Linked DNA regions of Sus scrofa: all the other regions are linked to region 4. A link is a contact called in public Hi-C, HiChIP or PLAC-seq and promoter capture Hi-C data. All regions are on one chromosome and are shown on one strand. The core of a region is the stretch at or near the end of the contact, and the rest is flanking DNA. Distances in the headings are between cores, read along the strand shown. Region 1 holds the start of LOC102165851 (vegetative cell wall protein gp1-like). Region 2 holds the start of ZMYM1 (zinc finger MYM-type protein 1). Region 3 holds the start of SFPQ (splicing factor, proline- and glutamine-rich). Region 4 holds the start of NCDN (neurochondrin). Region 5 holds the start of AGO3 (eukaryotic translation initiation factor 2C, 3).

What was found. Promoter capture Hi-C pulls out the DNA fragments that hold promoters and counts their contacts. A called contact is a pair of places that touch in the nucleus more often than the background predicts. HiChIP or PLAC-seq counts read pairs in DNA pulled down with a chosen protein or histone mark.
Region 1: a contact with region 4 is called in a Hi-C map of epiblast stem cells, with 2.3 times the contacts expected there. The contact joins the promoter of LOC102165851 here to the promoter of NCDN in region 4. A contact is called at or near these places in 1 of 47 Hi-C or Micro-C datasets (epiblast stem cells) and 1 of 2 datasets of contacts at active chromatin or transcription factors (skeletal muscle).
Region 2: a promoter capture Hi-C map of fetal liver shows a contact between it and region 4, with 3 times the contacts expected there. The contact joins the promoter of ZMYM1 here to the promoter of NCDN in region 4. A contact is called at or near these places in 1 of 5 promoter capture datasets (fetal liver) and 1 of 2 datasets of contacts at active chromatin or transcription factors (skeletal muscle).
Region 3: a promoter capture Hi-C map of fetal liver shows a contact between it and region 4, with 2.1 times the contacts expected there. The contact joins the promoter of SFPQ here to the promoter of NCDN in region 4. A contact is called at or near these places in 2 of 5 promoter capture datasets (fetal liver and liver), 7 of 47 Hi-C or Micro-C datasets (brain, embryonic fibroblasts, fetal heart ventricle and 4 more) and 1 of 2 datasets of contacts at active chromatin or transcription factors (alveolar macrophages).
Region 5: a contact with region 4 is called in an H3K27ac HiChIP or PLAC-seq map of alveolar macrophages. The contact joins the promoter of AGO3 here to the promoter of NCDN in region 4. A contact is called at or near these places in 1 of 5 promoter capture datasets (liver) and 1 of 2 datasets of contacts at active chromatin or transcription factors (alveolar macrophages).

The regions. Positions count from the first base shown.
Region 1 is chr6:92,036,235-92,041,488 of Sscrofa11.1, forward strand. LOC102165851 (vegetative cell wall protein gp1-like) reads right to left here and starts at 2,580. Exons shown (of 3, transcript XM_021097603.1): 1 at 2,267-2,580; 2 at 1,580-2,187; 3 at 790-1,273. The coding sequence starts at 2,580. The coding sequence ends at 1,050. AGO1 (argonaute 1, RISC catalytic component) reads left to right here and starts at 1,982. Exons shown (of 19, transcript NM_001194976.1): 1 at 1,982-2,006. The coding sequence starts at 1,982.
Region 2 is chr6:91,310,748-91,316,086 of Sscrofa11.1, forward strand. It overlaps ZMYM1 (zinc finger MYM-type protein 1), which reads left to right and starts at 1,407. Exons shown (of 11, transcript XM_021095889.1): 1 at 1,407-1,564.
Region 3 is chr6:91,406,234-91,412,333 of Sscrofa11.1, forward strand. SFPQ (splicing factor, proline- and glutamine-rich) reads right to left here and starts at 2,003. Exons shown (of 11, transcript XM_021095898.1): 1 at 1,078-2,003; 2 at 162-350. The coding sequence starts at 1,890.
Region 4 is chr6:91,744,324-91,750,241 of Sscrofa11.1, forward strand. NCDN (neurochondrin) reads left to right here and starts at 3,227. Exons shown (of 7, transcript XM_021095914.1): 1 at 3,227-4,003; 2 at 4,866-5,006. The coding sequence starts at 3,971. It overlaps KIAA0319L (dyslexia-associated protein KIAA0319-like protein homolog), which reads right to left and starts at 3,467. Exons shown (of 21, transcript XM_021095912.1): 1 at 3,328-3,467; 2 at 1-114. The coding sequence starts at 86.
Region 5 is chr6:92,080,569-92,086,258 of Sscrofa11.1, forward strand. AGO3 (eukaryotic translation initiation factor 2C, 3) reads left to right here and starts at 1,397. Exons shown (of 19, transcript NM_001194974.1): 1 at 1,397-1,415. The coding sequence starts at 1,397.

The sequences.
Region 1 (5,254 bases), core at 1,330-3,829, 290 kb after region 4:
GTGTGATTCTAGAGCCTTTGTTCTTAACTTTATATTGTTGGAGCACTAGTTCTCAAAATGTCCCCAGATCAGCAGCATCAGCCTCATCTGAAAACATATTAGAAATCCATATTCTTTGTGTCCCACCTAAGACCTCCTGAATCATAAATTCTGGAGGTGGTGCTCAGCATTCAGTGTTTTAACAAAGCTGATGCCTGCTGTTTGTGAAACTCTTCAGAGAAAAGCAAAGGATACTATGAAAAGTGTCAGAAATTAATCTCCTCCAATGGATAGTGACTGGTATGGTCTCTGTTAAGTTTCTAGCCTTCTGCACAGCATCTAGTGGAAAGTAGGTGTCAAACAATACATGCGGATGAATGCATATGAATGAAAATATGGAAAAGTTATGTTTGAACTGGGTCTCTTGCCACCTATCAGTTGAAGGGGACTGAATGGGAGTAATGTTCCCAGAATCTGTGAAACTAGCAAGGTAACGTACTTTTGGCAAGACATGATAAGGGTCTGCACCAGCACAAGGAACCATCAGAATGGCAAGGACGACATATGAGAGCAGTTCAGGAAGTAAACAAGTCAGGTCTTGGTAAACAGCTGGCTGTATGGGTGAAGAAGCAAGGATCATTTCTGGGGTGAAGGTGCCCTTTGCAGAGACAGGAGGTACAGGACAGGCACATTTGTAGGGGAAAGAGAGTTTGGTTTGGGACTCTAAATTTGAAGGGCTGGTTTATCCAGGTGGAGCTGTCCAGCAGACATTTGGAAATATGAGTCTGAGACATGGTTGGAAATAGAGATTTGGAAGGATAGTTGAGCCATAAGAGTGAATGACACTTTTAAGGGGAAAGTGGAAAGTGGAATGAGAAGGAAGAGCTGGGTGTGGAACCATGATGAACACTGTTACTTAATGCGTTGAAAGCAGGGGGGAAGGGTCCTTGAAGAAGACTGAAGAGGACATAAACAATAGAAGACCTCAGAAAATGCTGAAGCCAAGTGGAAGGCTCAAAAAGGAAGGAGAGGCACAGTGTCATATGCCGCAGAGAAATAGGGACTGAAAATTATCCTTTGAATTTAGACACAAAAAGTGTTTTAAGTGGCGTGGTGAGGGGCAGAAGCGGATTGACTGAGTTCAGGCGTGAGCTGTAGATGAGAAAGTGGAGACAGGTGCTTCCCAGGTCCCGCAGGTAGTGCTCGGTAGCTGCACTTAAGTTTGAGAATGTGACATCTTCCAGGGTAGGCAAGGTCTCTTTCACATCTGTGGTCTCAGCGCCCAGCACTTGGCCTGGAAGAGAGGGTGGCGTCAGTGAGTTCAGTGACTGGGGACGGAGAAAGGCTTCGCGGAGGCAGTCGCTTTGCAGCCGAAGCTTGAAGGATGAGGGTGATTGGGAGGAGAGGTGGGAGGCAGGGCCCCTGGGTGATGGGTCTCTCAGAGTGTGTGAGGGTGGCCCGGGAACGTGGTGGATATGCACGCGTGGCTCTGTGCGAAGGGGGAAGGCTGTGTATGGGCTTGGAGGGACCCATTTGGGGAAAAGACAGGGCCGGAGGCTGCTGCAGGGGTGTCCTCCCGCCCCGCCCCACTTAACGCTACCGCGCGGTGCCGCGGCGCCTCCACCGGAGCCCTCCCGCCGGGCTGCATGGCGACGGGTGACCGCCAGGGGCCGCTGCCTCCGGTCCCCGGTGCCCCCGCCCCTCTCCATTGGCCTTTGTTGCCGTCGGAGCGCCCCGTTTGACTCGTTCCCGTCCGCCCCCTGGGCCTGGCGGTCGCGCCTGCGCACTGGCAGCTGGCCGGGCGCTCGCAGGGGGAGCTGCTGCAGGCTCCGCGGCGGCGGCGGCAACGGAGGCTGCGGCGGTGGCGGCGCGAGCGGCCGGGCTTGGCGGGGGGAGCCGAGCCCGGCCCGGGAGCCTGAGCAGCTAGAGTGCGGGGTATCTAGACCCCTCACACTGGACTCCACAGTCTCTGGGCCGCCTGACCTCCGCACGGGTATATGGGATGGAAGCGGGACCCTCGGGAGCAGGTAAGGGCCCCCGGGAAGGGGGGACGGTGCATGCTCCAAGGACCAGGGTACTTCCGCGTAAAGGGCAGGATTTCCGAGTGAGGAAAGGTTTCCTGAGTGAAGAAAGGGGCTCTTAAGAGATGGGGGGCCCAGTTTGAAGGGGGCTGTGTGCAGTTCCGGGGGAAACCTTGTGAAGGGAGCTCTGAGACGAGGGCCATTTATCAGAGACTGTATGCACTCCTGGAGGTGGGAAGTGATCTGAGAGAAGGGCCTGAACACACGTAAGGAGTCCTAGAGATCCCGGGAGGCCTAGGGAGAGGCACGGCAGGTGGCAGGGGGCGGGCTCCAGGTGTTCAGGAGAGGAGGGGGTCGACACAGATGGGCCCTGAGCTGCCGCATGCCGGGGGCGGGGGTTCATCCCGGCTAGGCTGGGTTGGGTTTGTGTCTTTTCGGGAGAAGGCGCCAGATCTGGGCTGTGAGCTCCGCCCCAGCCGGGCCTAACGCGGGGGCGAGGGTCAGGGGGCGGTGGGTGGGGATCCAGCCCCGGGATTCCCCCCCTTGAGTCTGGGGAGCTGGAGAAGAGGCGCCGGAGCATGCGCGGAGGTGGCAGCTGGAAGGGGCTGCCTGATGTGGTGGGGGCGTGGCCGCCCGAACCCCCCCACCCCCAATCGTGCCAGGTTTGGCTTGGAAAAAGGAGCGCGAGGATGGGGTGTATTCTCTCTTAGGTCATGCTGGCTTAGCGCAAATGGAAATGGGCCCCTTCCCCATCCTGAGGCTCTTGCACTTGGCCCTGAAAACCTTCAGTCACAGTTTGCCAAGAATGGATTGAAGGAAACTGCCAAAGTGCCTTATTCTGCTACTGGGATGAGGAAAGACTGAGATAGAAGCAATGTTTTAGGTTAGAGACGGGTCCTTCCTGAAGACAGGCCTTAGAAAATGTATTGGTTACTTAGGAACCGAAGTCAGGGCCAGGTTTGCCTAGAAGGGGTTGTCTTTCCGGTTTGCATGTTTCTGGTCCAGTAGTGAACAGAGTTGGGATCTTTTAATCCAAGTATAATGACCTCTCTATTGAAATGTCTCCAGAGGTGACAGCCTAATCTTTCTATACCTTAATGTTTTTATGGCTGCTATCCCCCACTGGGTATCTTTTCTTTTCCTCTCTCTACTCCCCAGAAACTCCTAGGGCCATGTTATTACAGGTTGCCAAGCTAGCCTTTTGCCGCAAATAAGTTGTTTGGAGTAGGGGGAAGTTTATAGCCTTCACCCTGATGAGTCTCAGATCATAGCTTTAATGTCTCGTTACTCACAACCAGGAGAAAAGTAGGTAAGAGTAGAAGAGAAACTGAGGCAGAGCTGCCCCAAGAAGACCAGAGTCCTTGGATGGGCTGTAGGGTGGAGACACCTCCTGTGTCCTAGATAGGAGACCTTTGATGGGAGGAGTATGGACCTTTAGGTCTTGTCTCACCACTTCCTTCCATTTGATCTGGGGGTGGGAATAGGATTTCCACTGGGGACATGAATTTCATTTCTGGTTGAAGAATCTTTGTCTTTTATACCACAGCTATTCCCCTCAAGGAAATAGCTCCTACCAGCACATTCAAGTCATCTATTCAGTGACTTCTAAGTACTTAGTGACTACTTTCCCCAAGACAAAAACAAAGCTGGAATGCTGGGAGCAACTGACTTGAGAAAACTACTTCCTTCTTCCCTTAGGCCCCTTTCTCCGTTCAGGGAACTCTCCTAGTTTTCTGGGCTGGAGACAACTTGCGACAACCTATGGACTAGGGTAGGAATGGGTCACAGAGGTCCAGATGGATTGCTGGGAGCTGGCACTCATTCCAGACTGTGAATGATCTTGTTGATCATTTATCTAATGATGAATGCCTAATGGACTCTGGAGTGATGAAAAATTTGACTTTGTTGTTGTAAATAAATAAGCTTATAGGGAAGAAACTGGAGCCTGGTATCTGGAGTTGGCTGTACCTTAATGGGGCAGGCTTTACTTGCCTGGTAATTGGAATTTATTCTGAAAGCTGTGAGTGGAGGGATTTCCATAACTGCCTCCTTCCTAGGCCCAGATGATTTTCTTGGAGGTCGGAGGATATGATACACAAAGCAAAGTATTGTTGCTGGCTTCATTGGGCTTATGTCCAGATGTGCCTTCTGTGCTTAAGTGTGTTTTAAGCACATATACTGGACTGGGAACTCCCAGGGTAGAGGTGGTGTCTGATTTATCTGTGGAGGCCCTGACAGAAGTACATGTTTATTTTTTGAATTAAATCAAATTCTAGTGTGAACGTAAATGGTTAACACATATGTGAATGTTTAATAATTTGATGTACTCAGTGTGTGATACTTTTTGGTGAGATTGGCCTCTTAGTCTTTGCTTATCAGACAGCTAACCTAGCCTTGAGTTTGTCTTTTGAATGGACAGTCTAGCTCCTTGGGAGGTATGTGGGCCTCAGAACTGCAGGGAAGGAATCCCTGAGCCAAGCCTTTCAGCTCTGATACTTTTCCTTCTCCCGGCTGGTTGGGGATGGGGGAGGGGGAGTGTCCTTTTCATAGCCCCTCCCTCCTTGCTTTTGTCTGCAGGGAAGGGCCCCGCCCCTTTCCCCCAAGGCCCAAGCTTTGTCCTCTGTGCTGGGGCCCTCATCTGCATCACAAAGTGGCCGTCTGTCCCTGTCTGGGTCTGAAGGGAAGTGTCTCCCTTTCTCAGACTAAAAGCTGGGGGCAGGGTGGGGTTAGAGGGGAACTTTGAAAGCCTTGCAGGGGGATCTGGTGAGGAAGGGGTTCTCTATTCCTCCTGCCTTCCCTATTTTGGGGATGAAGGTGAAGGTGGGGGCTCCCTGTTTTCCCCAAGCCTTCTAGGAGTAGAGGGTGCCTAAGGCTAAGTCTGGTGTGTAGTTCTGGGGAAGAGAAGGCTTTGAGACTTGAGTGTCTGTCCCATCCCCCATCATTTCTACCCAGCCCCTAGCTCTAGGGGATGAGTTTCTCCCAAGGCTCCAAACAATTATTCAGCCTGGGAGGCTATGGAGGTGAATGGAATATTAGAACATAGGGAGGGGAAGGGTGTCTCTTACCCGCTACTTCCACCAGGGTCAGGTTTGTCCTGTGCAGGATTTGTAATTGTTTCTGAGCAGTTTGCAGGTGTTTGTGTGCTGTGCATGCGTGTGTGTTCTTTGTGATGTGTCTTTGGATCTGTTTGTTAATTCATTTGATATCTGTATATTGGACCCCTCCTATATGCCTGGCACTGGAAATTCAGCAGT
Region 2 (5,339 bases), core at 157-2,656, 440 kb before region 4:
TGCCAAACCCACAGTTTTTAAATTAGAATCATTCACCTGTTGTCTGGACTTGCTCAAGTTTTTTTGTGTCTTAGGGCAGAAGGAACTCAGCGAGCGGCAACGTGATAGGAAAGAAATGGATATATAAAATAGGACATGAGGAGTTCCCTTCGTGGCTCAGCAGAAATGAATCTGACTAGGAACCATGAGGTTGCGGGTTCTATCCCTGGCCTCGCTCAGTGGGTTAAGGATCTGGCACAGCCTTAAGCTGTGGTGCAGGTCGCAGAAGTGGCTCGGATCTGGTGTTGCTGCTGCTGTAGCTCTGATTGGACCCCTAGCTTGGGCTAGGACAGTGAGGGATACAAGCAGGCAGATGGGGTGGTTCTGTCCTGAGGATTAGGATCAGATTACAATCCAAGGAAAGTGGGGAGGGGAAGAAGACCTCCTTCTTCCTTATTTTTCAGGCTTACAGCATTAGCTCCTCCTTTGTATCAGGTAAGAGAGTATTTGACCCTATGAGATCAAACTAGGATTTTCGTGGTGCTTATTCAAATCAGCAGAAGGGACCTAACATAAACTAAAATATGTTGAATCATCTCAGGTTTCTGTATAATGAGGGTCTCCTATTTTGGAATATCATCCTTAGCTTAAATTCCTGTCCTTGAGCCTAAGGATCATTATTTTTGCTGAACTTGAATGTAGGTCCCATTTCATCTTTATCATGCTTCTATTTATGGTTTTATAGGTAAGCACACCTGCTTCATTCCACCACATTCTGATGGCTTTCCTGAGTAATTATTAACTTACAGTGATCTCCCAAAGTTCCTTAGTTTTCCCTATATATAATCCCCTAGTGGGACTTCTACAACTACCTGTGTAACTATCCTATTCTATCCCTATCATTATCTCTGCAGATTAATTCTTTTTGGTGGGAATATACTCTATACCTGGCACTTTACTAACCATTGCCTTTTCTTTTTTTGGACACACTCAAAGGCATGTGGAAGTTCTTGGGCTAGGGACTGAATTCAAGCCACGTGCAGCAAGGTGACATCCTTAACCCGCCATGCCAGGAACTGGCGGGAACTCCTAACCATTATCTTCCTAATCTTCGCAAGTTTATACTGTAGGCACTATAATTATCCCGAGATAATTGGTGAAGAAATTGGTATGTTACCGAAGTTGCCAACAGAGCCATATCTCGAATTCAGTAAATGTAATTGCCTCTCCTGAGCTCTATCTAAGTCAACGTCGGCTGCTGCTCTAGCTAAATTTGACTGCCATCTAGACAAGGCTTCAAGGGCTAATAGCTAAGCGCCTATCCGCCCAGTCCAACCCGCCCCTCTCCCACCCCTTTTCTAGTCCCAAAGCCTCCTTTTTCGACTGCTGGAGCAGGAGCCAAGCCCAGCGGAGTGCACTGCGCAGGCTCGGCCGCAAAGCACTACGGGAAGGGGGTGGGGTCTGTGTGACCATTTCGCGTCGCAGTTTCTTTGAGAATCCTGGCGCGGTGAACGTCCTTCAGCGAAACTTGTGAACCTCCTTGAGCGGCTGTGGCGTTGGTCTTTAGTCCTGTGCTTTACCCGAGGTAGGTGGAGAGTTTCGCCAGTCGGAGGGAGGATGAAGTGTCCGGGAGGCCCGGGTTCTGGGGACCCGGCCTGCGTGTGGATGTCGCCTTATGGGGGTGGGCGTTCAGGGTCACGCCGCCGGGTCGTGTTTGTCGTCTCCTTTCACGTTGCGCTCCGAGTAGGGTGTCGTGGTCTACAGCTTCCAACGTTTCTCGCCGGCCGCCTGCTGCTCCTGCGGTGTAACTGGGATTTCAGCCTTTGGTCTCCCTCCTCGGCTTCCGCTTCTAAAGCATACATTTGATCACACCTGTGGCTCTCCTTCGTTAAGCAATGAATGATTTTTTTTCAAACTTAAAAAAATCGTGGAACTCCTTTTGCAAGTAGAGTTGTAACAGGATCTGAGCCAAAAGAAGTTTTTTTTATTTTTAATTACTTTAAAATCTTGGCTCGTGCTGTATTCTGATTTGAAATGGGGATTAGATGAAGGTGCAAGAACTGTATTACTCTTAACCGTGATGGAAGCGGGAATCAACACTTTGCCCATTTAACTCTTAGGTTGAGGCAAGAGCATTAAATAAATTTTTAGATTAAAAAAAAATACAAATGAAATGATTCCTTAACGCCAAAAGTTTCTATGTACAAAATTAAGTTCAAGGTTTTTGGTGTTCAGGGATCTTCCCGATATGACCCATGCTTTTCTAACTTAATTTCCTTCCACTATCACGCTTACTTTATCTTCAACAATAACTTCATTTCTTAAAATTCTCATATGTTTGTGTTTTTCCACAAGCTATCCCTATACCTTGACTATCCCCCATCATTGTTTCATAGACAGCTCCTTTATGGTGGTGCTTGTTTGTTTTTGACAGCTCCCACACATGCCAAAGTTCTCCTGTCAGGGATCAAACCCTCCCCACAGCAGCGACCCCAGCCAGCCGCAGCAGTGACAACGCTGGATCCTTAACCTGCTGAGCCACTGGGAAACTCCAGACCCCTACTTTAAAACCCAGCTCAAGGGAGTTTACCTTGTGGCTCAGCAGGTTAAGAACCCAACATGGTGTCTTTGAGGATGCAGTTCTATCCCTGGACTCAGAGGATCTGGTGCTGCTGCAGTGGCATAGGTCACAGATGAGCCTCAGATCTGGTGTTGACATTGCTATAAAGCAGCTGCAGCTTCCATTCGACCCCTAGCCCAGGAACTTTCATATGCCAAAGATGCGGCCTTAAAAAAATTAAAATTAAAAAAGTAAACTAAAACCTAGTTGAAATTTAACCTTTTAGAAGATTTCTTTGACCATTTTCTCTTCCCTCATTTCTGCTTTGTACCTCATATATGTTTACATTGTTGCAGTTATCATACTGTTCTAGGCAGAGGTTTTGTTTTGTTTTGTTTGCTTTTGAGGCATATGGAAGTTCCCAGACTAGGGGGTTGAATCTTTGCAGGCCTAGGCCACAGCAACTCCAGATCAGAGTGGAAACTTCCACCTACACTGCAGCCCATGGCAACACTGGATCCTTGACCCACTGAGTGGGACCAGGGACTGAACCTGCATCCTCATGGATACTAGTTGGGTTTGTTACCGCTGAGCCACAACAGGAACTCTAGGCAGAGGTTTATGAGAGTCTGCACACCCTAGTCTAACCCCCATATCTATGCACTTCATAAGTAGTGGCTCCCCATTACCACAGAACTAAGAATGGACACATTTTAGTTTCTTTTGAGAAGCATTTAGGCTTCTGCCTCCCTCTCCCTCTCATGCCAGCAAAAGAGCTTGCAGAACTCAGCAAACCTTTGCAAAGTGTAATGCATAAAGAAGTAGCTGTAGGAGTTGCTGCTGTGGCTTGTATCCATACCACACCATCTTGATTACTATGACTTTTAGTAAATTCTCCAACTTTTTTCTTTTTTGAGATTGTAGTGCCTATTCTAGGTTGTGTCTTCATTTTATGTACATTATAATCTTCTTTAAAGTTCCATAAAAACTCCCGCTAGGATTTTTTTTTTTCTCATTCTTGCGCCATGTGGAAGTTCCCAGGCCAGGGACAGAACGCATGCCACAGTGGTGACAACTCTGGACCCTTAACCCCCTAGGCCACCAGGGTACTCCAGGATGTTTTAAAATATTGACCTTGTGGGAGTTCCCTGGTGGCGAGTGGGTTAAGGATCCAGCATTGTCAACAGCTGTGGCTCAGGTTCAGTCTCTGACCCAGGAATTTCTGTATGCCGCAGGTGCAGCCAAAAAAAAAAAAAAAAATACACACGCACGCCTTGTATTATTCCATGATCCTGCTGAATTTTACTCTAGTAGTTTTATGGGGGCAGGGGGAAAGGAAGAGGAGATTCCTTAGGGTTTACTATATATGCAATCATGCTGTTTACAAATAAAGACAATTTGTTTACTTCTTTTCCGATCCTTATGCCAAATTTCTATCATGTATTTCACTTGAGCTTAAAGAATTGCCTTTAGGAGTTCTCATTGTGGCTCAGTGGAAACGAATCTGACTAGTATCCATGAGGACACAGATTCAATCCCTGGCCTTCATCAGTGGGTTAAGGATCCGGCATTGCCGTGACCTGTGGTGTAGGTCTCAGATGAGACTCAGATCCCACGTTGCTGTAGCTATGGTGTGGGCTGGCAGCTACCGCTCTAATTGGACCCCTAGTCTGGGAATCTCCATATGCTGAGAGTGCAGCCTTAAAAAGACACACATACACACAAGCCCTTTAGTATTTCTACAGTGTAGGTTTTGCTGGTGGTAAATTCTTACATTTTCACTTATCTAAAAATGTCCTTATTTCACCTTTATTTTTGAAGGGTATTTTTACTGACTAGAATTTTACGTTGCTCACCCCCCCAGCATTTTAAAGATAATCCCACTGCTCTCTGGCCTTCATTGTTTCTGACCAGACAGCCTTCATTCTTACTTTTGTTACCCTGTATGTTAATGTCCTTTTTCTCTAGCTGCTTTTAATATTTTCTTTTTATCTTTGGTTTTCACCACACTGACTGTGATGTGTGTAGTTGTGTTTTCCTTTATATTTGCCTTACTTTTATTCATAGAACTTCTTGAATTCATGTGGTTTTGTGTTTTTGTTCATTTTGAGGAAATTGTCCAGCCAGTATTCTTCAAACATTGCTTCTGTCGCATTGGCTGTTTTCTCTCATTTTCGGACTTTGTTTACGTGTGTGTCAGACCTCTTTGCTCTGTGTCACAGGTTGTTTACATTACTTGTGGGTTTTTTGGCCACCTCCAAGACATGTGGAAGGTCAGGGATTGAACCCATGCACAGCAGTGACCTGAGCCATTGCAGTGACAGTGCTGGACCCTTAACCCCGCTGCACCATAAGGAAACTCCATTATTTGCTTTTTATTTTTATCCTTTTATGCATCAGTCTTACTACTATCTACTAACTTTTTTTTAAGTGAATTCCAGGATTCTGCTGAACTTTTCCATCTTCATATTTTCCTAAACCCATCAAAGTCCTTACCTGATAATACCAATATGAGTCACCTTGGGTCTCTTGGGTTTGTTTCTGTTGTTGTTTTCGGTCTTGTTGAGTTTTGGTTGGCTGCACTGGTGGCCATATGGCAGTTCTCTGGCCAGGAATTGAATTGGAGCTGCTACTGTGACCTGTGCCTCAGCTGGCAGCAATGCTGAAACCTTAGCCCACTGAGCAAGGCTAGGAATCAAACCTACATCCTCACAGAGACGATGGTTCCTTAACCCACTGAGCCATAATGGGAAATCCTGCCCATACATTTTTATTCTGGACATTGTGGGTGAAAATTTTT
Region 3 (6,100 bases), core at 753-3,252, 340 kb before region 4:
TGCAGTTGCATCCTTAATTTGAGCATGATAAAAAATTCTAAAAGCAATTTATCCTTGCTGGTTAGTTTAAAATACAGTATGTTTGTATTAGGAAAAAACAAAACCCTTTAAATTACACCAAAAAAAAAAAAACCCCCACAAAAACAAATAACCACACTCACAAGCTTAATAAATCCGAATCCTTTCCCTTTGTTGATGAAAACTTCTCCCGGTTCTCCATATTTAGCAAATAGTCTTTTAAATTCATCCTCTGTGATATCAGCAGGTAGATTCCCAACAAACAACCGACAACGTTGGGTATAAGTTTTCTCTCCAGGCCTCCTCAAGAGAGACAAGTTGGCTTTAAAACCCTAATGAAAAAAAAGGTATTTTCAGACACCAATGACCTCTGGAAAATAGGAAAACCCAGTAATAATCTTTTTTCCCCAAACTGGATGTTACCAATCCAGTCGCTTTTCTGTTCCATTTAAAAACAAAAAATGCTACTACATTTACGGGTTTCATGACACAACTACAATCCTAACAGCAAACAGCCAAAATCACCCAGTATACTCTTGAAATCGAATAGGAAGACCTCCCTAGATTAAGCTCTATAACAGGACCTCATCAGCCGTATGCCGAGTATCCCCGACAGAATCAAAATCGTAGCAGACAAAACATAAGAGAGTGCTTAAGTATTAACAAGAAGGGAAAGGGACGGAAGTGTCATTGTCAACGACAAGACTTGCGCCTGCGCGCTTAGGACCGGAACTCCCTCCATCTCTCCAATCCTACATTTCACTCTGCTCTGGTTCCAAAAGTCCGCTAGTTTCAATACGGCGCACCATAGCTTAGCATCACCTTAAGGCCACCCCCGCGACTGCTGCGCCAGTCGGGTGGCCAACCACAGGGGCCTGCTAGCGGACCCACGCCATCCGCCTCCCGCTCCGGCAGCCGGCCCCGCCCCTCCTCGTCTCCCGCGCGCAGGCGCTCTTTCCGGTCTCCGACAAAATGGAGGGCGGGGAGGGGAAGGGAAGGGAAAAGAGGGGGCCGCCGCCATCTTAGAGAAACCGACGCGTAGGTCTGGGAGACACTCACCTCCGAGTCCGAGATCTTTTCCTCACTGCGGCCGCCGGGCCCGCCCGGTGGTGGCCCTTGGTGGTGCTGCTGGTGGTACGGCGGGTGGTGCTGCCGGCCGCCGCGGGGCTCCCCACCGCCTCGGTGCGGCGGTTTGGCGTGGCCGCCAGGGGTGCTTAGGCCCGGGCCGCCGCCGGGCTTCGGCCCGCCTGGCATTTTGCCGCCTTTGGGGCCGCCAGGTCCCGGGCCCTGCTTAGGTCCGGGGCCTGGGCCCCCTGCGGGTGGAGGAGGCGGGCCCCCAGCCTGAGGCGGGGTGGTGGGGACACCGCCGCTCGGCGGCGCAGGCGGAGGTGCCCCGGGGGGCGCCGAAGTGACGGCCGGCGGCGGGGTCGGGGTGGGGCCCGACCCCGTGGGGGCCCCGGAGGTCGGGGGGGTGGCGGGCGGCGCCGAACCAGAAGCCGGGGGAGCGTTGCCTACTCCGGGAGCCGGGCCGGGCCCCTGAGAAACGACGGGCTTGGACGAGTCCTGTGGAGGCGGCGGCGGCTGCTGATGCGGCGGTGGCTGGTGCGGCGGCGGCTGAAGCGGCGGCGGCTGCTGTGGTGGCGGCTGCTGCGGCGGCGGCTGTTGCTGTTGCTGGTGCGGAGGCGGTGGCGGGATCGGGGGCTTGGGACCACCCTGGCCCGGGCCGGGCCCCATAGGTCCGCGGTTCTGATTGAGGCCCATGCCTGGCGGCGGGGAGCGGAAATCGTGGAGGCCGCCGCGGCCGCCGCCCCCTCCGCGCCGGTGGAAGCCGCCACCGCCACCGCCCCGGCTTCGGAACCGATCCCGAGACATGTCTGTAACCAAGGGGCGGTCGAGGCAGAAGCGGAGAAGACGTTCAGGAAACGTGGAGGCCACCTTGCTTCTCACAAGATGGCGGATGACACAGGCGGCGCGCCGCCTTTGTCCTCCTCTTATATAGGCCGGCTGGCTTGGCCCCGCCTACTTCTGGATCAATAGCAGCAATAGCCAATTGCAATTACTGTACTTGATGACGCTAAGTTACGAGGAGTTAATCTTTCCTATTGGCTCCCGGATGAGAGGCGGGAGGCATGGAGTGGCTGAAGTTTCCAGTAAGCCAATGGGCGGAAAAGGAGTTGGCTGTAGGTGACGGTGATTTGCTGAGAGATATTTGAATGGGTTCGCCGGAGCAATTTTTCCCTTGGAAGCAGATAGCCAGGGCCCTATCAGCTCCTGGGGAGAGATGTTAGCAAGTCCTTTCTTTCTTGATTGCCCTTAAGAGCAGCCTGCTGATATCCTCCCCCAGAAAGAACCTACAGCCTCCAGCTCAAAAGCATAAATTAAGTGCCTGCTATCTTTTCTACCTTGTGCTGGGCCCATAAATTTAGAGAAAAATTTTTTTTTACCGATTTCGCACACTTGATCTTACTGATTTCATTTTGGAATCTCACTGGAGTACTGGTTTGTTCTAGCAGTAAAAGTGTCGCCATGGGCTTTAGTGATTGCTCTTTGTTCAAAAAGAAAGGCCTTGATTTTGTGTGTATACACTAATTTACAAACACATCACAGGAAGAAATGAACGTTTTTCTTAATTCTACAAACCACAAAACACTTTATGGACAGATTAAGATGCTTTAAAACTAGATTATTAATACAAAACAAATGAATCTTTCCACAGAAAAGAAACTCATGGACTGGAAGAACAGACTTGTGGTTGCCTAGGGGAAAGGGGAGGGAGGGAGGTGGACTGGGAGTTTGGGGTTAATAGATGCAAACTATTGCATTTGGAGTGGGTAAGCAATGAGATGCTGCTGTATAGCACAGGCAACTATATCTAGTCACTTGTGATGGAAATGATGGGGGATAATGTGAGAAAAGAATATGTATATATATATATATGTATTACTGGATCACTTCACACAGTAAAAATCGACAGAACACTGTATAGCAACTATAACAGAAAAAAAAAAATCATAAGAAATGTTTAAAAATGCAAATCAGGAGTTCCCGTCGTGGCTCAGTGGTTAACGAATCCGACTAGGAACCATGAGGTTGTGCGTTGGATCCCTGGCCTCGCTCAGTGGGTTAAGGATCCAGCGTTGCCCTGAGCTGTGGTATAGGTCGCAGACACAGCTCATATCCTGCGTTGCTGCCTCTCTGGTGTAGGCGGGTGGCTACAGCTCCGATTAGACCCCTAGCCTGGGAATCTCCATATGTTGCAGGTGTGGCCCTAGAAAGGCAAAAAGACAAATAAATAAATAAATAAATTTTTAAAAAATGCAAATCAGAAAAATAAAAACATAAAATTACAATATTGAATTATCTATACATATCAACGAAGGGGCAGAATCCAACTACTTTGAAGAGCATAAGCCATTTCCCTTGATACCTCTCTTAATGTCATCTATGGACCTTTGGGTGGATAATTCCTCCCTCAATAAATATTAGCTTATGACTCATTGTCGTCCTTTCTGATTCTGTTCATCACTTGACATCTATGTTCTCTACCTCCTCACCTCCAACAATCTCTTTACATCCTATATCAGCTATCCCACCCACATCATAGTTAATCCTATGTTATTGCCACAACATTCCTAAAAAGCACTATTTCAAACATCTCAACTGTCTGACATAGTAACTCTGATTTTTTTTTTTTTTTTTGTCTTTTTTGTTGTTGTTGTTGCTATTTCTTGGGCCGCTCCCTCGGCATATGGAGATTCCCAGGCTAGGGGTTGAATCGGAGCTGTAGCCACCGGCCTACACCAGAGCCACAGCAACACGGGATCCGAGCCGCGTCTGCAACCTACACCACAGCTCATGGCAACGCCAGATCGTTAACCCACTGAGCAAGGGCAGGGATCGAACCCGCAACCTCATGGTTCCTAGTCGGATTCGTTAACCACTGCGCCACGACGGAAACTCCAGTAACTCTGATTTTTTGACCTCATCAAAACCTGCAAACCATTAACTGTATCACTTTTTCATTATCTCTCATATTCTTATATTTATAACTTGTGTCACCCATTTATTTTTTGTTTTCATGTTTTAATGGCTGCACCTGAAGCATACGGAAATTCCCAGGCCAGGGATTGAATCTGAGCCACAGCTGCATCCTACTGTGGCAATGCCAGATCTTGTAACACACTGTACTGGGCAAGGGATCAAACCTGCTCCTCTGCAGCAACCTGAGCTGCTGAGTCAGGTTCTTAACCCACTGCGCCACAACGGGAACTCCCTATTACCTACTTTAGATGTTATAATTGCCACAAATCTTGGTTTGTTGGTTTTTTTTTGCCATTTCTTGGGGCGCTCCCTCGGCATATGGGAGGTTCCCAGGCTAGGGGTCTAATTGGAGCTGTAGCCGCCAGCCAATGCCAGAGCCATAGCAACTCAGGATCCAAGCTGCGTCTGCAACCTACACCATAGCTCATGGCAACGCCAGATGTTTAACCCACTGAGCAAGGGCAGGTATCGAACCCCCAACCTCATGATTCCTAGTCGGATTCGTTAACCACTGAGAAAGGGCAGGGATCGAACCCGCAACCTCAAGGTTCCTAATCGGATTTGTTAACCACTGCGCCACGACGGGAACTCCCCACAAATCTTGTTTTTTTTCTCACCTGCTAAAACTCCAAGTCTGGTGGGACCAAACAATTCACCTTCTATATACGTATAGCTATGTCACTTTAATGTACAGCAGAAATTAACAACATTGTAAATCAGCTATACGTCGGTAAAAATTAAAAAAAAAAAAAAAGGAGTACCCATTGTGGCGAAGCAGAAACCAATCCAACTAGTATCCTCGAGGATGTGGGTCCAATCCCTGGCCATGCTCAATAGGTTGGGGATCCGGTGTTGCAGTGAACTTTGGTGTAGGTCGCAGAGGCAGCTCAGATCCTGTGTTGCTAGGGCTGTGGCAGAGGCCTGCAGCTGTAACTCAGATTCAACCCCTAGCTTGGGAACTTCCATATGGTGCTGGTGTGGCCCTCAAAAGCAAAAAAAAACAAAAAACAAAAACAAAAAAAAACAAATTTGGACTGTTCCCATTGCAGCTCATCCATGAAGATGTGGTTTGATCCCTGGCCCCACTCAGCAGATTAAGGATCCAGTGTTGCTACAAGCTGTGGCGAAGGTTGCAGATGTGGCTTGGATTCTCTGTTGCTGTGGCTGTGGCCCAGGCCTGCAGCTGCAGATTTGATTTGACCCCTAGCCCTGGAACTTCTGTATGCCACAGGTGTGGCCTTAGAAGGAAAACACAAACAAAATTCACCTTTTTTTTTTTCTTAAGGCCACACTCCCGGCATATGGAGGTTGCCAGGCTAGGGGTCAAACTGGGGCTACAGCTGCCAGCCTACACCACAGCCACAGCAACGCAGGATCTGAGCCACGCAGGTGACCTACACCATAGCTCACAGCAATGCCACATCCTCAACACACTGACTGAGGCCAGGGATTGAACCCAAATCCTCATGGATACTAGTTGGATTCGTTTCTGCTGTACCACAACGGGAACTCCAAAAATTCACCTTCTTTAGGAGTTCTGTCGTGGCGCAGCAGAAACAAATCTGACTAGGAACCATGAGGTTGCGGGTTCGGTCCCTGCCCTTGCTCAGTGGGTTGAGGCTCTGGTGTTGCCATGAGCTATGGTGTAGGCTGCAGACATGGCTCAGATCCCACGCTGCTGTAGCTGTGGTGTAGGCCGGCAGCTCCAGCTCCAGCTCCGATTGGACCCCTGGCCTGGGAATCTCCATATGCCGTGAGTGGGGCCCTAAAAAGCAAAAACAAAAACAAACAAAAATTCACCTTCTTTAACAAGGGCTGAGGCTTTACATTTTGACCACCAGCCTCCAAAGGCATTAGATTTTTCCTGGCAATCTTACTAAATTACTAAAATTACTAAATTTCTCCAGTATGTTCACTTTTCCTCTTTCTGATATGGTATTTTTCTTGCTCTCTCTGTTCAAATTCCTACATCCTCTTCTCTTCCTCCACCACAACTAACGACTTCTCCTCATGAGAGAAAATAAAAGAAAGAAAATAAAAA
Region 4 (5,918 bases), core at 1,977-4,476:
CTTCTGAACCACTTCACAGATGTCTGCCAACAAAGTCTTGATAAAATCCAGGAAGCAGAGCTTGGCTTCATTCCCAGCTTCTCCATGGCCTTCCAGACAGGCAGGACCAGTCCACTAGAAAGAAAGAAAAAGAAAAAATGATATGCCAAGTGATTAATAATTGATTCCTCAAAATGCAGAGTGCTAAAGAATGTGACAGAATTAGGGAAAAGAGAAATTTCAAGTTTGTCTTTCACTGTTCATACCTGCCTATAAATTTTAAACCTGAGCTTTGACATAGCCTATAATTATCAGGATAAAAACATAGCAAGGGGTATGAAATGAATCCACTGCAAAACTGAAACACTTTATATTCCATTATTTTCTAATCTAACAGCTAATCATCTATGTGGAAGAATGGAAAGAGCACCAGACTGCAAAAATCTGAATTTCAGTTCCAGTTAGACTAACAGCTTTGTGACTTTGTCCAAACACACTTTCTTATCTATTAAGTTTGGAGCATGAGAGGTAAGCTAATCTGAAGGTCTTTCTAGCCATGTTTTTAAAATCTTTTAATGTGACTGTCTTTAAGCAGGCCATGCACTCTCCAGCTTGCTCCAGTCCCCACCACTCTTACCTTTAAAACAGATTCTGCTTACACTTTGATGTAACCTCCCAGATCCCTAGAAGCATTGGCAATTCCTCACTTAAATCCATTGACAGGTATTTACATAGCCTCTATTAGGTACTACGCATTGTGCTGGCTACTCTAGAATCTAGGGGCTGATTTTTTTTTTTTTTTTTTTTTTTGTCTTTTGGCCATTTTTTGGGCTGCTCCTGCGGCATATGGAGGTTCCCTGGTTAGGGGTCTAATTGAAGCTGTAGCCACTGGCCTATGCCAGAGCCACAGCAACGCAGGATCCAAGCAAGCCACGTCTGCGACCTACACCACAGCTCACAGCAACACCAGATCCTTAACCCACTGAGCCACGACAGGAACGCCAAAGAGCTGAATGATTTAGGTCCTTTCCAGAAGAAAAAAAATGATTTTCCATCAGTTTCTTCTTACATGATTTCCCTATATTATATAAATTATTATATAAATCTTGGCAGCATTACAAGAATTGCTGAATTGTGAAGAAGGAATTCAAAAGTCCTCTGCCCTAAATATGCACCTGTCATCCACATCTGGCAAATGACACAGACTGACAACACAAAGTCCCAGCCAGCACTGTATAGGTTGGATATTAATACCAATTAATACCAGGAAATAGACAAACGCACACACAGAGCTACAAAGCTAAGGTATGGCTCACCCAAGAAAAAGCTTTAATTGAGCCTTAAGCATCTGAAGTACTTCATCTTTCTCATGTGCTTCCATCCATTACTATTTCTAGTGGTTTGTAGTTGTATGTTAGGGAGAAGGGGGCAACAAGGTCTGTGGTCCAGAGACACACTTAAGAGATTATGAAATGGAGCCTAAGCCAGAAAGTATATCCAGCAACTTTTCTAGACTTTCACGATGGAATGGGTGAGAGAGAGAGAGAGAGAGAGAGAGTGTGTGTGTGTGTGTGTGTGTGTGTGTGTGTGTATGAATCTCATCCAACACATTTCTGCCTACCACAAAAGGATTTTAAATTCAAGGTGACTCAACACCTGTCATCAATAGCGTGGCAGGTGGGCGACAGAAGCATAAAAGAAATGAATAGCTTTTGAAAATGGGAGTAATAAACACCATTGGATTAGCAAGATGATTAGAAGTGCAATGTCTCGCAAATCATGCATGAGAGAGAGGCAGTTATTTTCCTGTGAACTCCCAGCCATTCCTCCGAAACCTACAATTGCCTAAGGGCACAAATCACTCCTAGGGTCCAGCCAGAGGCTTGCTGACCAGAGGCAAGAACAATACATCACCAAGATCCAAATGGTTTGTTATAGAAGCAAAGGGAAACAGCCCATGGAGAGAACACACACCCCCACAATACTTGACAAATGAAAATCTAGAAAAGCTTGCAATAGTTCTGGCATTTAGGGCGTTACAAGTACACCCGAAATAAAAGCACTCTCTGTTGCAGCAGCTGTTCAGACAGAGCAGGGGGTAATGTTTACTTAATACTTCAGGTTGATGGGGGATGTATCATAGTTCAGTCTGTCAGCTACATACGTGGAACTCCATTTATGTACCCAGCGATAAGATATGTTTGAGCAACGACAGAGCACGGCTGAAACAGCCTATTCAGCTGGTATGAGTAATCAAGAATAAAGCTCCTTAAAAAGAAAAGTCTAAGATATTTGGGAAAGTTACAGAACAGACTGCCATGAATAGCTTTGCTTATATTTGCAGACATTGTTTTCCAAATAGCTGGAAAAATGAACAGATTGTTCTGGGAGGTCGTCTTTCCAGTTTGTTCCTAGCTTCCAGTCTGATTAATCAGATAAGAAAACACACGGAGAGTCGGCTAATGCTCCTCACTAACTGCATCTACTGTCGGTTGGACACAACCTCCCTGAGGTGAGAGAAAGCAAAGCTTTCCTGGAATCTCGCCAGAGGTCTTTTCTCTTGACTTCCTTCATTTCACCTTTGTGCTCACTGCGGCCACCACAGGACCCTTCTGTGGGGCATAATTTTCCAAGTCCTGAATAAGACAGGTTTCGCATCATAATTCACACGTAGTGCTCAGCCCCGCCCCCCTTATTCTGTTCAACTTTCTGTCTTGGTGGGGGAACAAACACCAGGGACAGTAGCTATGGGCGAGGGAAGAAGACCAGCTGAGTTTCGAGGCCATTCTGTCTGTCGGGGAATAGAGGGAGCCGCATGACCAGGCCCGGGCGGGATTCAACCTGGAACTCGAGCTCCGAACCTGCAAAACCAGAAACAGCTGGCTGCTCTAGTGGGACCAGGAGCACCACCTCCGGGTCCCAGCGCACACACAGAAAGAGCCTCTCCCGCTTGCCCCTCCCTTGAGCTCGTGGTCCTCCGCCTGGCAGCCAGCCGCCCCCGGCCACCTACCGGGGCTCAGGGCCACACAGCGGGGCCCCGGCTCTCGGCGGCCTCCGCCTCCTCCCGGTCCATGGGGTCAGGGCCCCAACCTTCGCTCCTCTCACCCAGAGGAGGAGGAAAAGGAAGAAGGGGGTGCGGGCTCCCCACCGGGATAGCTCCCTCTCGCCTCAGCCTCTCCGGTCAGCTACGGCGGCCGAAACACCGCCCCCTCCCACCTCCCGGGCTCAACCCGGAAACACACTTCGCATCCTAAGCAAGCCCTCCTGCCCCCGGAAGCTCAATTCCATCCTCGAGCCAGAGGTGGAGGAGGGATAGTGCCGGGGGAGGGGGGGGTTAGAACTACGCACGAGCGAAGGAAGCGGGGTCCCCAAGGTGTCGCCTCCTGCTCTTCCGAGGCGGTCTGCACCTTCACCCGCCCTGCGGAGCCCCAGGCCTCAGACTCTGGCAATACCCATAAGCAAGATGGCGGCAGCGGCAGCACCCCCTACGGCTTAGCGCCCAGCCGTGCCATTGGCCAGAGCCTGGAGTGAGGCCGCGGCGGATTGGTCGAGAGCGGTGCGGGGGTGGGGGTGGAGCTGCAGCAGCCTGGAGCCAGGAGTGGGCAACGCGGCGTGAGCAGCGGCCCCAGGCTCCTGGAGCATCGCGCTCGGAGAAGACTTCGCTGCTCGGGGCCGCAGCCTGGTGAGCTCAGCCCCCTTCAGGCCCTCCCCTACATCCCAGCTGGGGCCACTCGGAGCCGGCGCTGATCGATGCCCACACACCCCGGGGACCCTATCGCGACTCCATCGCGCCATATCGCGACATCACCGTGCTCTGTCGAGACTCCATTTTGTCACAGCCCTTTTCAGTATATAGCTATATCTTTTTTTACAAATTTGCCCTGTCATCTTTGGGGGCTGTCCCATGTCGTGATTTTGCCGTGATCTCTCCGTGACATCACCGCGCCATCGTGAAGTGTGATCTCATCGCCGCCCTGTCGTGACTTCATCAATGTCGTGTTGTGACCTGGCTGCTGCGGGACAGGTGGTGACCGCCAGGAATCCTCCTCCCCTTCTCATCTCCCCATCTCAGCAGCCCCGCTTCGATTATCCGGCTTTTGGATTCTCCGTTGTCCTGGGAGCTACCCGGGACCCCTTCTTGCTTCTCCAGCCCCTTCCGGCATCGACAGGCTGGTAGCCGGGCGGGGAGGGCGAGGAGAGGGAACGCAAAGGGTTAATTCTGCTGTTGCTTCTGCTGCTGCTGCTGCTGCAGCTTCTGCCCGAGGGAGGGAAAGGAGAGGAGGCAAGGAGCCTGCGGGGGCGACTGAGAGACCTGGCTGGAGGGGTGGGGTCCCCAGAGGGGCCTCCTAGCCTTCCCTGGTCAGCGCCCTGTTTCTTCACTTCTGCTGAAGCTTGTCTCCTGCCTTTTCTGAAGAAGGGAGGGGAAAGGAAACCCAAGATGCCCTTTTCCCTCTTGTCGGCCTGAGTCCGGATAATCGAACTTCACCCATGTATGTTTCCATTCCTCCTTGTCTGTCCTCACCACTCCTTCCCTGTATGCCTGATGGAGGGAAACAAAACCTGGCCTTTGGTGCCAGGTGGCAGCGGAGCAGTGGGGCCAGCCCCCTCCCACCCCAAGGAAATTGGTGAGGTTAGCTGTCCAGCTGGGCAGCAGGATGCATGGTCCTTCTTTCCCGCTTTCTGGAGGTGACCTTGGACCAGGGTCCCTTCTTCATCCCTAAGGACTTGTGGGTCCAGCCTCTTATAGGGGCTTCCCCAAGGGAGGTCAGTTCTGAGGAGTCCGTCCCTCCTGATCCTCCCCTCTGTGCTAATCCTTCCCTCCATCCTCCACTCCCACCCCCACCCCTCCTCTGCAGAGGGATGCTCAGTCCCTCTTGTGTTCACAGTTGGGCAAGGCGGGCATCATGGCCTCGGATTGCGAGCCAGCTCTGAACCAGGCAGAGGGCCGAAACCCCACCCTGGAGCGCTACCTTGGAGCCCTCCGTGAGGCCAAGAATGACAGCGAGCAGTTTGCAGCCCTGCTGCTAGTAAGGAACTGACTGAAAATTGGGAAGTGGGGAGGGCCGGGTGGTTGGGCCCCCAAGGAATGGGGTCAACAAGTCCCCAAAGTGGTGCTGGTAATCCTGTGGCACCAAAGAAGGCCCAAGGCATCTACCTGTGAACTCAGTTTTGCTCCCCTGAGTGTGGGAGCAAAGGGGAGAACAGGGGTTTATTCACCCCCTGGGAGCCTTGGAGGAGGCTGCCTAGGTCTGCTCTCTGGGGCATCCCAGAGCAGATGGGAGCTGACTCATAGGGTAACAGCAGCAGGTAGTAACTAGTGCAGAGTACTTGAGGGCTGGGGATAATTGTTCTGGGGGTAGAGAGAGTAGTGGGACTGGGAATGACTGGGAAAGGGTCCTAGGGGATAGCCAGGATGGCAGTATGTAGGTTGAAGGTGAAGGATCTGGTTCGGGGCTTGACCCCATTGGAGGAACTCAAGCTGGGGACAGCAGAACAGGAGCTGCAGTGCTGGGGGGGGGGGGTGTTGGTGTGTGGGGGGTGAAGGGAGGAGGGAGTACAGCCGCTGCTTGTTTGCCATGGCAACAGGAAGAAGGCTCGAGAGTCAAGGGCTCACACTGCAGCAGAGGAGGTGTTTAGGTGAAACGTAAGGGGAAATGTTTTGACAGGCAGAGTGGCGAGACACAGGAGCCATTTCCCCTAAGAGGTGGCGGGAATGGATTAGAGACTTCTCTGGAGAGAGCAATTAGGGAGGTCCCCTAAATCCTTGGAGGATTTTTAACACTGAGTACTAAGCCTCTTCCAACTCTGGTTATGGGCATCTAGCTTAGACATCACGAAGAACTTCTCAACTAACGAGGTGATGAAATGGCAGAACAAGTAGTTGAGGAGGACCAGACCTCTCTTCCACAGGGGTTATCATAGATGAGGGATCCCAGAGG
Region 5 (5,690 bases), core at 147-2,646, 330 kb after region 4:
GAAAGACTAATGTGCTGGTCCTAATAACCTTATAAAGCTTACATTCTAGTGGGGGAGACGGCACATAATAAACTAGTACATGAAAACTGCAGATTGGGATATGGGCTATTAGGAAATACTGTAATAATATACAGAAGTCACTGATCATAGATCAGACGTCCGGGCAAGACCTCTGAGATGTCTGAAGTCGAAGTATGAAGAGCGGTTGGGGAGCTGAGGGGAAGGGGTGAGGGTGAAGAGGAAGAGGGCTCCTGCCAAGGGAACCAGAAGCAGAGACGCTCCAGGTCTATTAGGCACTTTTCCTTTTGCGGGAATTGGAAGCAGACCAGTATAGCTGTAGCATAGCGACGAGGAAGATTCTCACTTGAGGGGAAAGGCTGGGGCCCCGTTACAACAGGCGGTTTGGCCCCAGAATGGACTTTGGGTCTTAGCCTGACCAGGCGTTATTAAAGAGTTTTAAACATGGAAGTTATTCGAGCTGATGTTTGTGTAAAGTCATGTTTCTTAATCTAACAGAGTTATAGTGTACATTCCCCCCCCCAAAAAAAAATGGTCGTCAAAGCAACTCTACAAACGGAGTGATCAACTGTGGTGATCACTTCACCGCCTGCAGAGGAGGCGTGTGAGGCGGTCCAAACCGGGCGTGGTGAGAGGGTTTCGAGAAGGAGGGGGTTTTTACCCAAGACCGGAGATCGGCCCAGGGCCCTCAGATCTTTGTCCTGCCCGTCGCACTAACCACGTTCCCGGGAGGCTCCTGTGCAGGTTGGCTACGCCGCCCTCTAAGACGTCGTCTCAGACAAGCACGGCCCTGCATCAAGGCGGCAGGAGGAGTCCAGCCCCTCGGGGTTGTCTCCGGCCTGCACCGCCCGGCAGAGGACAGCGGGAGGGCCGGCCCCGCCGCGCTCGCCACCCACGGCCGCGCTCGCCTCAGGCCCCGCCCAGGCGCGGCGCCCGCTCGGTGACACCTCCCCTGCGTCCTCCGCGCCGGCCGCGCCCGCACGGCTAGGCTGAGAGGCGAGGCTTGGACGTCCGGCGAGCCCGGGCAGCGGAACTGACGCCAGCGGGCTTCCGGGGGCGGCCCCCGGGGAGGTCGGCGGCGGCGCCGCAGTCGTGGAGAGGCAGTGGGAGCGTAAGCGGCCGCGGGCGACGCAAGTTCCGTACGGAGCTCTTCTCTTCTCGCCACACGCTTCTTCCTCTCTTCTAGTCTCGTGCTGCCTCCCGACGGCCGATCTTCCTGACGGGAGCTTTCAGAGTGCGGTTGCTGAGGAGAAGCTGTCGCCACCCCGCCTCCGGGCCGAGTGAGGGTTCCTGTCGCGCCGCGTCGCTCCCTGCGCCGCCACCTTGCCCTCAGTGGCGGGCGCCCTTCTCGCTCGAAGCACTCCCCCCAGCTCCATGAATGGAAATCGGCTCCGCAGGTGAGTGAGTCAGAGCTGCTGGTCCGTTCGCCGAGGTATCCCCAGAACGTCGTCGCTCCCTCCGCCCAGGCCCAGGTGCGCGAGGTGAGCGGCGCCCGGGTGGCTCCCTCCTCCGCCCCCGGCCCCTCCTCCGCCTCCCCGCAGCCCTGCGGCGGTTCCCCCGGCCACGGAGTGGGCGAAACTGCGGGGAGGAGACGCTGCTGACAAAATTGAAGTTTAGGGTTCTCTAGGCGATATTACTCTTTCACTGGAGTCCAGAAGCGTTTGTCATCGCTTCTGTTATTCCAGTTGAAGATGTAACGGTGTGTGTGTCCTTTGACCAGGTTGTGTGTCCCGTAGGGGCACTGGGCGGCCGGCACTCTCCCTTGCTTATCTTTTAAGGTAGTCATGAGGATGCATTAGGATAACAGATAAAAACTAAGTTTAAGATAGGTATTAGTGCAACGTCAAATGCAAGATGGCATTTGTGTCATCCCTGAGTTCTCATCTGATGTTTGTGGCAGCATGGTATATAGTTTCTGAGGATCTTGGAAATGTCATTATCAGCCTGGATCACTGCTTATGTGAGGCGATAGGTCTTAAAATTTCTGTCCGTCGGTCTATCTAGCTACCTGTCTTTTTCCATTTTTCTTTTTTTTCCTAGAGAATCGGCCATCATATTCTTGGAAATTTGGAATTTAAGAAAATTGTTTCTCTCTTTGGGAAAAATGACAGTCTTGAGAAAAAAATTGCAACATGGGCAGTGCTTATCGTAAAAAAAAAAAAAAAAAAAAAGAATGAAAAAGCACTCTTTATGGTCCGTAATTAACTGAAGGACATAAAGTAGGTGTTACGTAACGGTTTGCTTTCCAAATGATCATACTTGGTATGCTAAATTTGGAAGTATGCTTCATCCAGTCAGAAATTTATAAATTAATTTTGAAGATATTTGGGGGGGTATCTTGTTACTAATAGGATCACAAGTCCCTGAATTTCACATCTCATTTTGCCAGTTCGGGAGGCACTTAAATATGAGATAAGAAAAAAATCATATAAAAGAAACCAGTGACATGATAATAAAGATTTTGTTGACTGCGTTAAGGAGTATAATTATCAAGTAGATGCAAAAAGCACTTAGAAATTGTAGAGATGGGCTGGAGAGAAAGGTTTATTACAAGTTTTATTATATGGAATTTTCTCTAATCAATTTCTATCATTTCTCTTTTGCATGCTCCATTTTCCCCTCTTATTCATGTCGTCTTAAAAAGGGCAAGTTTGTCTAGATTATCAGGAGTTTTAGACTCTTGTTTATCATCGATTTGTGTATTTCCAAAACTGCCCTATCCTACCTTTTTTGTTTTTTGTTTTTCAATTTTCTAATACACTATTTAGAGATTGTGATGATTTGGAAACTATATGTAATTTTTATATAACTGTTCTATTGTTGAGCCTGAAAAACAAACATGAAAGTTAAAGACTTTACTAATTATCTTAAAATTTTAAAGACATTTCCAAAACATTTTTAGTTTTTTTCTTTTTCTTCTTTGGGTTTTTCATATGAAATTATTCCCAAATATGTGGATAGCATCTTAGAAAATACTTCTGAAGTCAAACCACCTAGTCAATTAGTCCACCTAACCAAGTATGATTCATTAAATGCTGCTATGAATTCTTGAGCGATAGACAACTTTTACCTCATTTTTCATGTGCTATCACTGAAATATATACCCATTTAACTGTCTTCACATCTGCAGAGGTATGGTTAGATTTATCAACCATATACGTGGACATCTTGAAACACAAAGTTTATTCTTCAGTGCAGCTTAAACATGATTTACTAAAGAAGATAAATTATAATTTGGCTCAAGATTGTCATCTTCAAGAACAAAATTTTCTTTCTTCGTAAGACTTACATGTAATTGTTATGCAGCAAGTGAAATTGAAAGCATAGTTGAGGAAAATATGCAGCTAAATTTAAAATCAAGAATTTGACAGATAATACATTTTGCTTTCAAAAATTTAGATGCACATGTTCTCTGATAGTCTGTTGAGTCAGTGTTGGTTCTTAACCCTCCAATTCTGATCTGAGTTTTTCTTTTCTATGTAGATTTTCAGGAATCATCTTATGGCAAGGTGTTATAAATTCTAGTTGTTAGGTGGATACATAGAAAACGAATTTATTTACATTAGAGGACTTCAGATACAAATTCTGTATAATTGTTTCTTGATGAGTCATTCTTCACCAAAAGTTAATATTTGTCTACATTTTCCTTTCGTATGTAATATTTTAAGTGATTTTTTAAAGGATGTCCTGTATAATGTACTGATTTAGTACTGTGTGAACTTTGATTTAACCAAAAAGCTGGCAGACATAATTGTTTTTTGTTTTTTTTTTTTAAATTTTATTTTCCCACTGTACAGCAAGGGGGTCAGGTTATCCTTACATGTATACATTACAATTACAGTTTTTCCCCCACCATTTCTTCTGTTGCAACATGAGTATCTAGACATAGTTCTCAATGCATAATTGGTTTTTAAATAATAATGATTGATAGTTTAGCACCTGTGCCTATGACTCCTTAATTAAGGGAACTTTTGATGAAACTAATTTTTATGGTTTAATTACAGCTGGACTAAGAGTATATATGTTATATTTTCATTCTAAATAAAGTGGGAATAGAAGAAGCAGAAAAGTTCATGGAGATAGCAGTTTTCCTGAATAACTTTTTTAGGACATACTATTCTAGTCTGTATTTTTAGGTAAAGTCAGACTACTGTTGAGGGCCTAAGGAATTGTACTTACCTACTGATGGAAGAAAAAAATTTTCTATTATCTTAAATTAATGATAAGGCAAAATGATTTGAACTGTTCGGTAGTTGTCTCATACAGTCTTGCAAAATGAGTAGGTTGTTTCTTAGTTATATTCTTAAATTAGTGTTTGGATATAGTTGTTTCAGCACTCTACATTTCTTTCTTTCCTTCTTTCTTCCTTTCTTTCTCTTTCTCTCTTTCCTTCCTTCCTTCCTTTTTTTTTTTTTTTTGTCTTTTTGCTATTTCTTTGGGCCGCTCCCGCAGCATATGGAGGTTCCCAGGCTAGGGGTCGAATCAGAGCTGTAGCTTCCAGCCTATGCCAGAGCCACAGCAACGCAGGATCCGAGCTGCATCTGCAACCTACACCACAGCTCACAGCAACGCCGGATCGTTAACCCAGTGAGCAAGGGCAGGGATCGAACCCACAACCTCATGGTTCTTAGTCGGATTCGTCAACCACTGCGCCACAACGGGAACTCCCTTCCTTCCTTCCTTTCTTTCTCTTTCTCCACACCGGTGGCATATGGAAGTTCCCCGGCTAGGGGTTGAATTAGAGCTGCAGTTGCCGGCCTAAACCACAGCCACAGCAACGCCATATCAGAGCCACGCCTGTGACGTACACCACAGCTCATGGCAACACCGGATCTTTAACCCCCTGAGCAAGGCCAGGGATGTGTCCTCATGGATACTAGTCAAGTTCATTATCACTGAGCCAAAGTGGGAACTCCCAGCATTTCTTTAGTAATTAAAATTTTAAAAAGTCATTTGCGGACAAGTTACAAATGATATATAGAAGCTAGATTTGAATGGGATAGATAAAAGTTGTGGATTTGAAAGTACTAAAATATATAATGCCATTAGATTTCATTTCTTTAATCACTTGCTATGTGTTTTTATTATTTTGGGGGGGGCATGCCCAGGGCATGTGAATGTTCTCAACCCAGGGATCGAACCTGCGCCACAGAAGTGACAATGCCAGATCCTTAACCTGCTATGCCATAAGAGAACTCCTGTTTTTATTGTTATATGGATTTTCTCACCTGTAGATTTTTGTCTTGAAGAAAATAAAATACTACTCTGTCTAGAGGGCATGAATTTTAAACTCAGAAAGATTTTTCTACTTGGTTGTCGCTTAACTTTTAGCTGGTGCTGCTCTGGAGTAGCCCTTACAATTATTTTCCTAATATTTGCTCCTCTTGACTGGCTTTGGGACTTATAAAAATTTGCAAAATTTTTTTTTTTTTGTCTTTTTTGTTGTTGTTGTTGTTGTTGTTGCTATTTCTTGGGCCGCTCCCGCGGCATATGGAGGTTCCCAGGCTAGGGGTCGAATTGGAGCTGTAGCCACCGGCCTACACCAGAGCCACAGCAACACGGGATCTGAGCCGCGTCTGCAACCTACACCACAGCTCACGGCAACGCCGGATCGTTGACCCACTGAGCAAGGGCAGGGACCGAACCCGCAACCTCATGGTTCCTAGTCGGAT